Regions from separate parts of the Mus musculus genome. Here regions 2 and 3 are each linked to region 1. The links are chromatin contacts, called in public HiChIP or PLAC-seq maps. All regions are on one chromosome and are shown on one strand. Each heading gives the region's core, a stretch centred on a gene start, on an enhancer-like site or on the middle of the called end of the contact. The rest is flanking DNA. Distances are from core to core; before and after follow the strand shown.

What was found. HiChIP or PLAC-seq counts read pairs in DNA pulled down with a chosen protein or histone mark.
Region 2: an H3K4me3 HiChIP or PLAC-seq map of fetal liver shows a contact between it and region 1, with 2.2 times the contacts expected there. The contact joins the promoter of Hipk2 here to the enhancer-like site in region 1. A contact is called at or near these places in 17 of 39 promoter capture datasets (the 3T3-L1 cell line, the C10 cell line, the HPC-7 cell line and 12 more), 1 of 15 datasets of contacts at CTCF or cohesin (CD8 T cells), 15 of 484 Hi-C or Micro-C datasets (the 3T3-L1 cell line, CD4 T cells, the G1E-ER4 cell line and 10 more), 17 of 115 datasets of contacts at active chromatin or transcription factors (CD8 T cells, T-cell acute lymphoblastic leukemia, bone marrow-derived macrophages and 12 more) and 3 of 9 other capture datasets (adipose tissue, liver and pancreatic islet).
Region 3: an H3K27ac HiChIP or PLAC-seq map of regulatory T cells shows a contact between it and region 1, with 3 times the contacts expected there. The contact joins two enhancer-like sites. A contact is called at or near these places in 6 of 484 Hi-C or Micro-C datasets (B cells, CD8 central memory T cells, the G1E-ER4 cell line and 2 more), 6 of 115 datasets of contacts at active chromatin or transcription factors (CD8 T cells, bone marrow-derived dendritic cells, bone marrow-derived macrophages and 3 more) and 1 of 9 other capture datasets (bone marrow-derived macrophages).

The regions. Positions count from the first base shown.
Region 1 is chr6:38,787,352-38,791,787 of GRCm38.p6, reverse strand. The region is part of intron 2 of Hipk2 (homeodomain interacting protein kinase 2); the gene reads left to right. 4930502C15Rik (a long non-coding RNA gene) reads right to left here. Exons shown (of 4, transcript XR_003956279.1): 4 at 1-4,436. Among named protein-coding and RNA genes, the nearest start is that of 4930502C15Rik, 52 kb to the right of the region's middle. Within about 2 kb of position 2,192, at least 50 of the 459 cell types and tissues checked have an H3K27ac peak or open chromatin away from gene starts, as enhancers often do. A contact at or near this core is called in CD8 T cells, the G1E-ER4 cell line, the HL-1 cell line and 9 more, where this site is marked.
Region 2 is chr6:38,873,394-38,877,638 of GRCm38.p6, reverse strand. Hipk2 (homeodomain interacting protein kinase 2) reads left to right here and starts at 1,449. Exons shown (of 15, transcript NM_010433.2): 1 at 1,449-1,840. The coding sequence starts at 1,822. It also overlaps a transcript of Tbxas1 not described here.
Region 3 is chr6:38,894,354-38,899,111 of GRCm38.p6, reverse strand. It overlaps a transcript of Tbxas1 not described here. Among named protein-coding and RNA genes, the nearest start is that of Hipk2, 21 kb to the right of the region's middle. Within about 2 kb of position 3,166, at least 3 of the 459 cell types and tissues checked have an H3K27ac peak or open chromatin away from gene starts, as enhancers often do. A contact at or near this core is called in regulatory T cells, where this site is marked.

The DNA of each region.
Region 1 (4,436 bases), core at 943-3,442:
AGACAGGGTCTCTACTAAGCAGGGTACTCCATGGTACTCACTGACTGGTTAAACTGGCTGGCCAATGAGCTCCAAGGATTTGCCTGTCTTCTTGCCTTCCCCAACTCTCACCACTGGAGTCATGGATGCTGGCTACCACTTAGGACTTTTACTTGGGGATATGAACTTGGGTTTTATGGTTACCAATTGAACCATCTCTCCAATCCCCCCAGTGCATTTGAATAGAATAAAACTGCATTTCTCTGTAGCCATTGCCTACGATCACTAGGCTAGGCCCTAGCCTCAGGCAGGCCAAGGACTGTCTACCAGCGGGGCAGGAAGGTCTTCATCCTTCAGCTCACTCATGTTTAACATGTTCAAATATGTTTGGTTTTTATAATTATAGAATGCTTGAATACACATGCTCACAGCAGCATTGTTCACATCAGTCAAAAGGTAGAGCAAAGTGTCTATTAAGAGATAATGAGGGGCTTGGAGAGATGGCTCAGCAGTTAAGAGCACTGGCAGCTCTTCCAGAGGTCCTGAGTTCAATTCCCAGCAATTACATGGTGACTCACAACCATCTGTAATGGGATCTAGTGCCCTCTTCTGGATTATCTGAAGACAGCTACAGTGTACTCATATACATAAAATAAATAATTTTTTTAAAGAAAGAGAGTTAATGAAGAAATAGCATATAGCATATATACAATAGAATATAAACACACATGTGCACACACATGTGCACACACACACACACACACACACACACACTAAAATGCTACCACACTTTGAAAAGAAAGGAAATTGGGCTGCTGAAACCTAGAATACGCAAGGCTCTGGGTTTGATTACTAATAAAAACACACATACATTTGCACACACACACATGCCCCAGAAGGTGAGATACAAATAGACAAATAGTATGATTCTAAGAGACAGTGAGTAGAACAGTAGTTACCAGGGGTTACGGGTGCTGGAGTTATTGCTTAATAGGTATGTATGATTTCCATTAGACTTAGATGTAGTAGGTGGAGATGAAGATACAATAATATGAAATGAATGTACTTAATGCCATTTCTCACAATAAGAAAGTTTTGGATATCTCCATTTGAAAGTTCTGACCCTATTTTGTAATTACAGATTCTTTCTAATGTATCAGTAGTCCTTTAAGGACATAGGAGGAAAAAAAACTATCTGTTGAAAATTTTGTTGGTGAGTCTATAATACCGGGTTATGGATCTACCTACCTACCTGTCCATTTGTCTGTCTGACTTTGGAAAGGAAATAACCAATCATAATGAAGATATATGAACGCCATTGCTAGAGTATGCCTGTGGTAGCCGGCTCCCAGTGGTCCTCATCTCCTAGTATTCAGGGCTGATTTGTGGGCTCTGTAGGATCTGACAGAAATGATGGCATAGTACTTCAAAGATTAGATTATAGATGCTATGCTGGCTTCTGCCTTGGTGCCTGTTCCTTGTCTCCCATTGTGAGCCCAGCCCTGTAAAAGCCCACATAAGGAAGAACTGAGATCTTCAGCCAACGGCTGTGTTAGTGAACTTGGAAAGGGAGCATCTTGATTATAGCTTCTTGACAGACCCTGACCCATATCGCCCAGCTAGGCCACTGCTGAATCTCTAACCTACAGAACTACTATTTTAAGCTATGATGGTGATTGGTTATGTGGCAGTAGATAATTAACACAGATCTTTCTGTATCTTCATTCTAAAACATAAAGCATATATGTGTCAGAAAGACCATAAAGAAGGTCAAAGCCTGGACTCTATCTGAAACTACAGGCCTTTGGGAAATGCTAAATATTGTATAGCCTTGTTTTCATTGCTAGCCAGTGCAAGTTGTTAGTGAGCTCGTGGTGTGAAAATGTCTCATCTCTGGAATGAAAGGGCATCTTCCTTTCCCTGCATTGCCTTGATATTTCATCAAAAAAGATGGGACTTCTGCTCGCCTTCCCCATCTGTGACTCTGTGATGCTGAATAGCCTCAGGAAGGGACCGTCACCATTCAAAAGGTAAGGGATGAGGCTAGAGAGGGGAGCAAAAGCTTTGGGGAGTACAGAGCTTCTTTGTAGCTTGGCAGGTCTAGCGTTCAGAGGCCCTGCCTTTGTCTTCTAGGTCTTCAGAGGAAATGGGTGTGTGTGGGCTTTCAGTACAGTACTCAGAAGGTCTCACTTCTGTGGTTTACCATTGAATATACTTGGAACAACAGTAAACATTTGCGAGCACTGACACATGCCAGAGAGGATGTTAGGTACAGTAGGGGCTCAGAGATGAGGGGAAAGTGGCAGATCCTGCTGTGAAGGAACACAGATTCTTGTGGAGGCAAGAGCCTTGCATGTCCCTGTTCAGCTAAGGGACCTAGAGGCTGGGGCAGACACATCTGAGATGACTAGGGGAAGCTTCTATGAGAAGTAGCAGCCTAGGTAGATCCTGTAGGAGGCAGAATTGGCATGCCTGTCCTGTACCCCAGCAGGACCCTCATTGCTAACATCTGCTCACATAATTTCATGTTTATCTGGTCTTGATCAAATAGAAGTCTCTTGAGCCTCGGTGTGGATCTTACGCAGTGCCCTGGTAGCAGTACAGTGCTTATTGTAGGTCCTCAGTGGAAGATATGAGTAAATAAATGAGTGTATGTGTGAGTGAAGGAGGGTATGTGGTGGGTGATAACACTGCTGACATCATTTAGGACTGAACTCTAAAAGGTCTCCACTCCATAGCAAGTAAAATTAGAATCTGGAGTAGTAGCCACATTGTACCTGACCCTGAACACTGGCTCTGCCCTAAATCCAAAGTCTCATCAGGTAGGGGCTGAGACAGGAAAGTCAAGAGCAATTGAGCATCTCCAAGAGAGGCTCCTAGAAGCATCCTCAGCTCGGAATGAAGAAGGAATGCTGGAAGACTACACACAGGGAACTCTAGTCTCCTCCCCATAAGAAAAGAGCTTACCATAGCATACTCAGCTTGGCACATAAACATCCAGGCTACATCCCGTATGCTTCTTGGAAAGTCAGAAATTTTCTAAAGTATGGGAGCTTTTATTGTAGAGATCTTTAAAGGTGTTCTCTGGTGGTGGCAACTACATCCTTAATTTTCGTATAAAGCAAACAAGTTGAATCTGAATTCCCAGAAACAGAGATACTTCCTTTCATAGTGTTCAGCATTCAATAGAGATGTCTTTCAGTCCTGCCTTGTTTACACACATTTTGGTGAGAGAGGAACTAAGGGAAGAAGGGGTGTATACCACTGGGTTTTCCCAGTACATTTTTTGGCTTTAAAATCCAGCATCCTTTGGCTTTGGAAGTAGATTTGTGGTTTGGTTTAATTGTGGGGTGTTGAGCATTTTGAAAATGTACCGCAAACTTTCAAAATCAGCTAATAAAGCCATTTGGAGGGACCAGAAAAACAGGGCCACCTCCTCCCTCCTCCTTCCACCCTCCTCCCTCCTCCCTCTTCTCTCCCTCCCTCCTCTCTCCTCCCCACTCTGTCCACCCTCCTTCCTCCACCTCCACTTAGCCTGTCCTCAGTTTTGCAGCACAAAATTTTATCATCAAAATTGGCCCAAACAAAAACTAAATTTAAATAAAGTTTCAAGTAAGTCAAATAATGCAGCAAGACTGACCCAGTTGAAATTTGCAGGCCGTCAGAGCTGTGTTTATATCAGGAAAGGTGTGTTGCCAGCTCCTGTGTGTAAAATGTGCCTAAAATAGAGATGGAGATTGGCTGTGTCATGCTGTGACTCAGCGTGATTTTATTCTACAGTGAGTTAGTGCCAAAAAAAGGAGAGATGAATACAGTATGACCATGCTCTTTACAGGAAGTTCATGGGGCAGGAAAAACTAGATGCAGTTCCTGTGTAACTTAGTGGCCCCCTGGTCCGGTGACAGTCCTATGGGAGTAGACTTAAAATGATATATTCAGGTCATTCTGCGGAGCCTTGTCTGGCAGGTGGCCACACACCCAAATGCGAAGTTACCTGTAAGATATACCTTGTTCTGGGAGCGGGGAATATAGGAAGCTCAGGTAAATGTGTACATATTAAATGAGACAGGATTCTGTCTTCTGAAAAATTCTGGACCATTTTATCCCGAGAGGTTTGGGTTCTTTTGGGTTTTTTGTTTGTTTGTTTATGACTTTGCTACATTTGAACCATTTAGCAAAGCCATTTTGGTTACCATCACTGACCACTCTTGTTCCTGGGGGCATCGGACACTCATATCTGTCAAGCTCTGTAGTTTTCAGAACACATCCAGCAACCCCTTATAAATGTCATCCTCTCAAAACTCAAGGCACTGTGTAAGGAAGGAGTGAAGTCAGCAAAAGAAACTTAATAAATGGTCCCTACCAGGGGATGACCAGACTTCTTATGGCTTGCTGCCCTGTCTGTGCCCCAGGAGTGTTTGGTAGCTCTCCTATCAAGATCTACGTCTTGCTTGAGC
Region 2 (4,245 bases), core at 200-2,699, 87 kb before region 1:
AGGAAGATCGTAGGGGCCTAAAGATCTAAAGTTAAGGTCCAATACTTTGTATCATTGGATAATATCCTTTACTGTTGTGGGCTTCTTGGACTGCAAAACGGCAAGGCAGGCCTAGATGATCTCTGAGGTTCCCCTTACCAATGGTCGCCTAGGAGTCTACAACGTGAAGAACATTAGAGTAAGGAAAGCACTAGTGTAATGTAATATGAAATATTGAGGCAAAGAAGATCGCCGTCAAGGACCATCCCAAGATGAAGTGAAACTTATTTTCCAGTAACAAAACCAGCCACGTGTGTGCAGGAGCTAGGTTGTTTTTTTATTTTTGGGTGGTGGATGGGCACGGGATACAGAAGCTGGAAAGATAGTGAGAAAACAATGGTCTTAAAAAGAAAAGAAAACAATGGGCTTGTTTTAAAGAAAGTTCTCCAGAGTTAGAGGTCATCATATTACATCCCCACCCTCAAGGTAGCTTCTAAACTGTTTTGGACCTATGATTTACAGGTAGGAAATACAATTTACATCAGGTGTCCAGTATTCATACCTGAAAATAAAGGGTTTATGAGACAAAATATTTTTTGCTGGATACTAATATTTTGTTGGCTTTTCAGAAGCTTTGTTGTCACCCACTTAATTTCTTTTATGAACTATTCATATATCAGGACTCAACAAGTTTTCGTAAGTTGGAGGCAAAAGGCAGGGCGTCCCGTGCAGACGTCCAGAAGCGAGCTGGAGAGGCAAATCAGGGCAGAGATCCAGGCTAGGAGAGTTTAGAGAACGTTTCGCTCCGGCCCGAGTGAGCAGAAAAAAAGCAAAACCCTGGAGCCACTAGGTGGGACCCTCCCACCCGGATGATGGAGGAGAGGGCTCTCCAAACATCGGGATCAGGCGTCCATCCTGACGTTGCGTTTTCCCCGAGCAGTTCAGGGAGCTCCCCCGACATTCTCCCGGGAGGACTACGCGCCCACTCCCTCCAGTCATTTCCCCCGCGTGTCGGCTAGAACGGAGCCCGCACGCGCTGGGGTGAAGACACTTTGCCCGGCAGCGGGACTGCTGTCGGCAGCAGCCGCTCGCGCTCCCCGGCCCGGTCGGCCGGCGCGCGCACACCCACGCGCGCACTCCCAAGCACGCACACACAAAGTTGTGGCCGCCTCCACCGCGGAGCTCCGGTCGGCGGCTGCGGGCCAGCGCACCGCGCTCTCGCCCAGCCCCGCTCGCACGGCCGCTCGGCTCCCCTCGGGCCGCGCTCGGCCCCCGCCGACGCCCCGCTCTGCCCTTCGGCTCGGCCCTCCCCGCCTCGCATCCGTGCCATCGGCGCTCGATTGCGCGCGGACTCCCTGGGGCTCTTCCCGGCTCGTTCGCTCGCGCTTGCCCGCCCGCCCGCTCGCGCCCGGCCGCGCCGCCCCGCCCCCGCCCCCTCCCCCTGCTCCTCACGGGCAACTTTTGCCGGCGCCCCCGCCTCACAGCCATGCGGAGCTGAGCTCCGGCCCGGGCCCTGGCCGCCGCAGCCCGCCCCGGCTCCCGCCCTCGCGGACCCGCCCGGCCCTTGGCCTCGGCGCCTTAGCCGCCCCGGGCCGGCCGAGCCCCCCGCGCAGGGCCCGGGCCGCGGCTACGGCGGCGGCGGCGGCGGCGGCGACGCGCCCGCCCGGCCCCCTCCCCCGGCGCCGGCCAAGTGAGGCGGTGATGCGGGCGCTGGCGGCCTGGGCTGCGCCGAGAGCGGAGACACAGGCTCAAGATGGCAGATTCCCACTGAGGCTGAGGGGGCCGAGCTCGCGCGCCGCGTTCCCTTCTCCGTTGCCATGAACCGCGGACACCCCGGCCCCGATGGCCCCCGTGTACGAAGGTAAGGGGCACCCGGCCCGCGATCCCCCCGCTCGCTCGGCCAGCCGCGGCCCCCGTAGCTTTGTTCTGCCCGCGGCCCCTCGCCCGGCAGCCCCCGGCCGCAGCCCCGGGCCCTGGTCCTGGGGGCTCGCGACCTTCCCCGGTGCCCCCATCCTGGGTCCAGACGGGACCGGAGCCGGCCTGGAGCAGGATCTTATTTCCAGGGCAGAGAAGGCGGCTGGGGGGTGTGTGCCGGTGGGCTGCTGCCCAAAGAAAAGAAATGGGGGCGGCGTGTGGGAAAAGACGGATCCGTGACTGCTTTCTGTTTATTTGTGATAAATGAAGGTGATGCGGTCCTCCCCCATTACCTTTAAACGATCTCCTTTCTACTTGTCCGTCCTCTCTGCTCCCTTTTCCAAACATCTCCACTCCCACCCCACACTCCTTTATTCTTCCCGAGCCTCCGATTTTTGGGGGGTGGTGGTGGTGGTGGTGGCTGTGGAATCCGATTGAAAGGGGCCAAGCGATGAGAGAGGGTTGAGATGAAAAGTCCATTTCAGACCCAGGCAGAACAATGAAATAGGCTCAAAATCTCCCCGCAGTTGGCGTGTGGAAGGGAGAATGTAGTTTGGCTTTTTGGGGGGGGCGGGGAAGGGGGTGCGAAAGAAGGTTTTCTGGCTCGGCCTGGGTAGATCGGTGCTGTGCACCTTCACCTGGCGTTGGCTGATTTTTTTCCCATTTGACTGTCTTTAGAAGAAAGAAAAGGTAAGGCGATACAGCTGCCTCGCGCACTCTTTCGGTTCTCTTCAGTCAGTTCCGTCAGCTTGCAGCGAGAAAATCAAGCCGGAATCAACTAAGTTTTTACTCTTCTATGGGGTTTTGTGTGCTTGTAGTACCGGGTATTTTTCAACCAAAGTGTGCCAGATTTTTTCAGTTATTTCGTCGTGAAAATGTTTCTCTCGTGAAATCATTGAAATAGCAGCCCTTTACATACTTTTAGCGTGGGTCCATCTGGCTTTCTTTCGGTTTTGTTCAGATATTCTGTGTATGAAATCGCAAATGAGAGGGAAACGGGTTTGCCAGGAACCAAGAGGAGGGGCTAGGGGAGATTGTAATCCTATAAACCCAGGGAACTGTTGGGCCGAGTGAAACAGGGATCTCATTAATAGTTTTATCTCTGTTAGGAGAGGCTGATTTAAAAAAAAAAAAAAAACTTATCTGAAAAGAAAATCTGTTATTAGTACCAGGGCTCTAAATGAATTAGGTTTCTGCATGGACTCTCTTACCATTCAGGCTCTGAATAACAAGGCTGTAAATAACCTATGGACTGTAAATATTTTTTCCAGAGTCTCTTAGAAACAAAGGGGCTGTTTAGAAAGCAACAGAGAAATGTTATTCCAGGGGCTTTCCTCTTTGATTCCGAAGAACACAAGGTCTATTTAACCGTTCCACACAACAAAACAAAATTTCGGATCACTCCACCACGTAGACTAGAAACATGCCAGTGGGGACGTGAACATGTAGGAGAACCCATGTCGGGCATTCATTGTTCATCTGTGTCTAGGGGAGGGGGGCTGCAGTCAAAGCTCCCACTGTCTAGAGTGTTAAAATGAAACAGTTTTCTCTTTATTAAGTACCTCCTTGAGACTCCCTCTGCTGGACACTCCGGGTGAGCATTTTAGAAAGAACTTGGCATTGAATTCACAACTGTAATAGAGGAATAAAAATTCCTCTTCCAGGAAGCTGGGGAGGTGGGTCGGGATGTATTTTGTCAACCTTGAACAAAGCCACCCTGGGAACTTCATTGATTATGTTGATTTCATTTGAAATCCATGAGGAATGTAGGCTAGCCCCCGGGGCTAAGTAAGACCCAGCACAGTTGGTCCTAGGACATTGTTCTTTTAGTGATTGTGTCGGAAAAGCAATTACAGGTGTGTAAAGTGTTACACTGTGGGACTGTGGGGTTCAGAGGTCTCTCTCTGCTTGGAGTTTTACTTTCCAGCCCTCCTCTATCCCAGGCAACCTAATTTGTCACCTCCTTTCCATCCTGGGTTTCCTTGGGCCTTGTCTGTGGGTTCTCTTAATTGTTCTTTTGTTTGTAGCTTTTTTTCTTCTTTGGGAGCATCTCTTACATCTCTAGAATTCTTTTCCTCCTCTTGCTCAGCACTTCTTCCCCACCAACCCAGAGTTACTCAGCCCAGAGCTCAGGCCTGTCTGGTCTTTTTGAGAGAGACTGTTAGGCATGCTATGAGACAGAGAAATGACCTCCGTAGTCAAGGCCTATGCTTCCAGTGCCCATGCTCACTCACAGTGCAGAGTATGGCCAACACTACACTGACCTCTCCCTTGACCCCCAGTGACAATCTGTGGACTCAGTGAACCTGACTTTTATCATATTTCCACCAGAACCCAGGGACTGTGGGGTGT
Region 3 (4,758 bases), core at 1,917-4,416, 110 kb before region 1:
AATGCTGTGTTAGGCACATTGTTCTAGGTTATGTGCAGGCTGGAACAGTGAGTCTAGTGAATGAAGACCTGGTAAAGGAGGAACTAAAAGATAATCTAAAGAAGAGATGTCAGGCTATGGAGGTCCATAAGAGAGAATCAGCGAGGTGGGTGGAAGATAACAATGCCAATGCTGATGTCAGAGTAATGGTCAGGTAGAAGGATACAGGCAGAGAGATGCCAGCCAACCTTCCTCATGATTTCCAGTGATGGCATGGCTCCCAGGTACAGCTGTCCTCTAGAACCAGAATGAAAGTATTGGAGCCTGGCTGGCAGATGGACCCCATCCTCGGTCACCAAGGATGAATCTTCCTTTCCAGTAGTGAACTCAGTCGTCCTTGACCTGTCGTTATAGCTACTAGGGATGCTTAGGCAGGAGGATAACTTGGTCTATACAGTAAGTTTAAGGCCATTCTGGATAAGCACAAGACCCTGTCTTCAAAATGTAAAAATTTGTTAGTTTTTAAGGGCTAGGCGTATAGCCCAGTGGTAGAACACTTGCCTAGCATATGCAAGGTCTTAGGTTTAGTACCCAGTACCAGAAAATGAAGAAGAAGAAGAAGAAGAAGAAGAAGAAGAAGAAGAAGAAGAAGAAGAAGAAGGAGGAGGAGGAGGAGGAGGAGGAGGAGGAGGAGGAGGAGGAGGAGGAGGAGGAGGAGGAGAACGTTGATGACGGCAACGATGATTGAAATCTAGCAACATTCACTAAGCATCTACTCTATAGTTCTCAACCTGTGGGTCTCGACTCCTTTGGAGCTGAATCACCCTTTCACAGGGGACACATAATAGATATTTACATTACAGTTTATAACAGTAGCAATATTAGAGCTATGAAGTAGCAATGAAATAATGTTAGGGTTACCACACCCTGAGGAATCGTGTTAAAGTGTCGCAGCATCAGGAAGGTTGAGAACCACTGGTCTGCTCTGTTGTACTCAGCACGATCAATCTTTCTTTAAAAATTGCTTTCAAGGTTTTTTTCCTTTTCCTTTTTCTTTTTTTCTTTTTTTTCTTTTTGTTACATTTCAGAGGCAAAGTTCAGCTCCTGCATTTTCGGTGGTACGTAAAAACTCTATCTGAAATGTAACCATCAAGATTTGGGAGCTGTGGCGCACACCTTTAATCCCAGCACTCAGGAGGAAGAGGTAGGAGAATTTCTGAGTTCGAGGCCAGCCTGCTCTACAGAGTGAGTTCCAGGACAGTCAGGGCTATACAGAGAAACCCTGTTTCAAAAAAAAAAAAAACCAAAACCAAAACCAAAAAAAGATTTGGGAGCAAACATCACCCTCTACGAGCTTGGTTGCATGACACTTATGAAGGGGCTGGTCTCCCCTACAGATAGATTCTTGTCTCACACTTCTCAAAACCTCTACGGAAGACAAGTTTCTATTGTCAGGGTTACTGACCGGCATTTTGTTTTCTGCTTTGCTTTCCTCACACACCTCGGAAGCCAGATGGCAGGCAGCGAGTAATGCAGTTTGAACAAAGTACCTGCTTCTCTGCAGTGAAGCTTGGCCTGACCCACCCAGTGCTCCCTGGTTTCCTCCTGGTATGCTTCCTTTTCTGATGACCCCTGCTCACGGTGTACACACACACACACACACACACACACACACACACACACACACGAGCTTCTATCTCTCACCCCGCTTTATTTCAGAGCTTTTTTCTCTTCCTGCTTCACCAACTTCTTTCTTTCCTCTCTAGCTTGCTTCTTGTTATCTTTCTCAGAATTCCTGCCTCATCTGTCTTCTCCCACACACAGCTCAGAGGTTCAGAGCCGCCCTTGCCCGAGTCTCATTGTTTGATTGCCCTCCCTGACTTCTGTCTGTTAAAGAAAAAAAAATCTCTGTCATCGGAGCTTCGAGACTGCCTGGATTCCTGATACACTAAGATTTATTGTGTGTGCACAATGGCGACCCCCAGGCTAAGCACTTGGAATGCAGAGCTGAGTGTTCTGGGAAGAATTTAAGCGTCTCTTTGCTTTAGTTGGTAAACACGCTGTTCATAATTATTTGAGGAGGTGATAGATGGAATCAAATAAACTTTATTCGGCTAGACCAATGCTCAGGATTCAGGGGGATTCTGTGAGTCTGGTACGGCCCTTTTATGGTGCTTGGATACAGTCTCAGCTGTAAGTGGACACACTTCAGGGTGACCAGTAGCTTTGCCACCTCCGTTGGCTTACCCTCCTATCTCTCTGCCTCCTTTCCAAATACAAAGAGTTCCTGAACAAGCAAAGAGCTGGTGGGCACTGTGTATTTGGGACAGAAGATACAGGTCGACTGGTGGGGAAAACCTTATACTTCCTCTCTAATAATGAAGCAGCTTCTAGCAACCAGCTGTGTTCTCCATGTCAAGGCAGAGACTAAGGTTTTTGTCTCTAAGTTCAGCCATTTTAGTTGCCACAAAAGATGATCTTAGATGAGGGAAATTAGATGATGGCAAATTCTGTGGCCCAAATCCTTGCCTGACCTCAATAATCATTCCTTAGTATCCTCAAAGAATTAGTTCCAGAATCGTGAAGATACTAAAACCTGAAGACATCAGAGTCCCTTGTGTAAGATGGTGTAGGGTTTGCTCCCCGTGCACCTTTTGTGTCTACTTAAAATCATCTGTACTTCCCATACCCAACACCATGCAAATCTAAGTAAAGAGCCCTTAGATGATGCTACACTGTTTAGAAAATAATGACAAAAAAAGTTGGACAAATTTAGTATGGATGCCATTTGTAAGGAATGGTTTTGATTGAATTCATAGCTGAATTAATAGATTTGGAAGCTGTGACTACGGGGTGGGGGCGGTAAAGAACAAACAGTTTGGATATAGTCACAGGGGAGGCGTATCCTTGGTCAGTTATCTTAAGCACAGTGGTTCAAAGTTGAAAACAACACTTTGAATTGGGCTCCATTACTAACTGAGCTGATTGCCTCTGACTACAAATACTCATCTCATTCTAGGTAATATGGCTTGTCCTCAAAGTATCTATTAAGGGCCGGGTGATAGTAGCCCATGTCTTTAGTCCCAACACTTGAGAGGCAGAGGCAGAGAGGTAGAGGCAGAGAGGCAGAGGCAGAGAGAGGGGAAGGCAGAGGCAGAAAGAGGGGAAGGCGGAGGCAGAAATCTCTGTGAATTTGAGACCGGTGTGGTCTACAATGAGAGTTCCAGGAAAGCCAGGGCTTCATAGAGACCTTGTCTCAAAAACAAGAACAAAAGCAAAAGTAAAAAAAACCCTCCCTCCAAAAACCAGCCAAGCAAAACAACCAAAAACCTAACAACAATGACAAAAAGAATATAAAAACGAAGTTTGGGGCTGGGGATATAGCTCAGTTAGGAGAGTGCTTGCCCAGTATGCATAAAGTCCTGGGTTCGATCCCTTGTACTGCATAGTTTAAACATAGAGGAACATGACTGTAATCTGTAAATAATTACATGATTACAACTAGTAAGTAAAGCCAGAAGTGTTAGAAGTTTGAAGTCACCCTCAGATCCATATAGTTAAGTTCAAGTCTTAGAGAAAATGTGGGGCTGGGGCTAAGTCCCCATTAGTGAAGGGCTTGTTGGGTGAGCCTGCAGACCTAAGTTTGATTCCGGGCACCCGCATGACTGAGGGAGACATCTGGCATTGACCTCTCACCTCCACACAGCCACACCCACGTACACTCAGATCCCAGTCCTCCTGATAGAAAGATTCCACAATTTTATTATCATGGAATTTCTTCCTATTAAAATGTGTGTGCTAAATGCTGAGGTTTTCTTTAACATCAGAATTTGGAAGGACCTGCAGCATGAGAATGTATCTTTCTATATTTTCTGCCCTTATTCAGTTGGTTGATTTTAAACCCCTAGATATTGTATCAACACTATACTAAGTAGCAAATTTAAGTGTGTACAAATAGTAGCCACAATCTATAGAAATGCAGGTTGCATGAAGACATAACATATTTTAGTTTGGGGTTGTCTTGCTTTGTTTTGGAACAGGGCCAACTCTGACCTATAAAAGCTGCTTCTTCTTCTTCTTCTTCTTCTTCTTCTTCTTCTTCTTCTTCTTCTTCTTCTTCTTCTTCTTCCTCCTCCTCCTCCTCCTCCTCCTCCTCCTCCTCCTCCTCCTCCTCCTTCTTTTTCTTCTTCTTCTTCTTCTTCTTCTGAGTATGAATGAGCCTTGTTCTGCCTAGGACTCGCCATGGTTACTCACAGTAATTTTCTTGCTTCCATCTTTTAACTGCTGGGATTATAAGCGTGGGCCAATACAACAGGTTCAAATAGGACATCTTTATCCCTGAGTTCATTGGGGGTTTCAGTCAAAATCTTCAGATTAGTAGCAGACTTTTTTTTTCAGGAAAATGAGCAGAAAACACAAATAATTCTCATACAGCTCTTTGTGTCCCTCTCCCCGACCTCATGCAGATTTTTACCCTGCCATTAACATCTTGTATTAATGTGGTACATTTGTTACAACTGATGAACCAATACTGACAGTGTACTACTCCATTGTTTACATTAGGGCTCATTCTTCCTGTTACATGTTTGTTCTGGAGTTTTGACGAATGTACAGTGATGGATCTATTACAGTAAACAAGAAGAACAGTTTTATTGGGCTAAAAGTCCTCTGTGTCCCACCTCTTTGTCCCTCTCTCGTCCCCAGGCATCCTTGACAATTGAGGACTAGTCTGGTGTTTCTATATCCTTGGCTGTCTTCAAACATCCCAGCTAGGAGGAT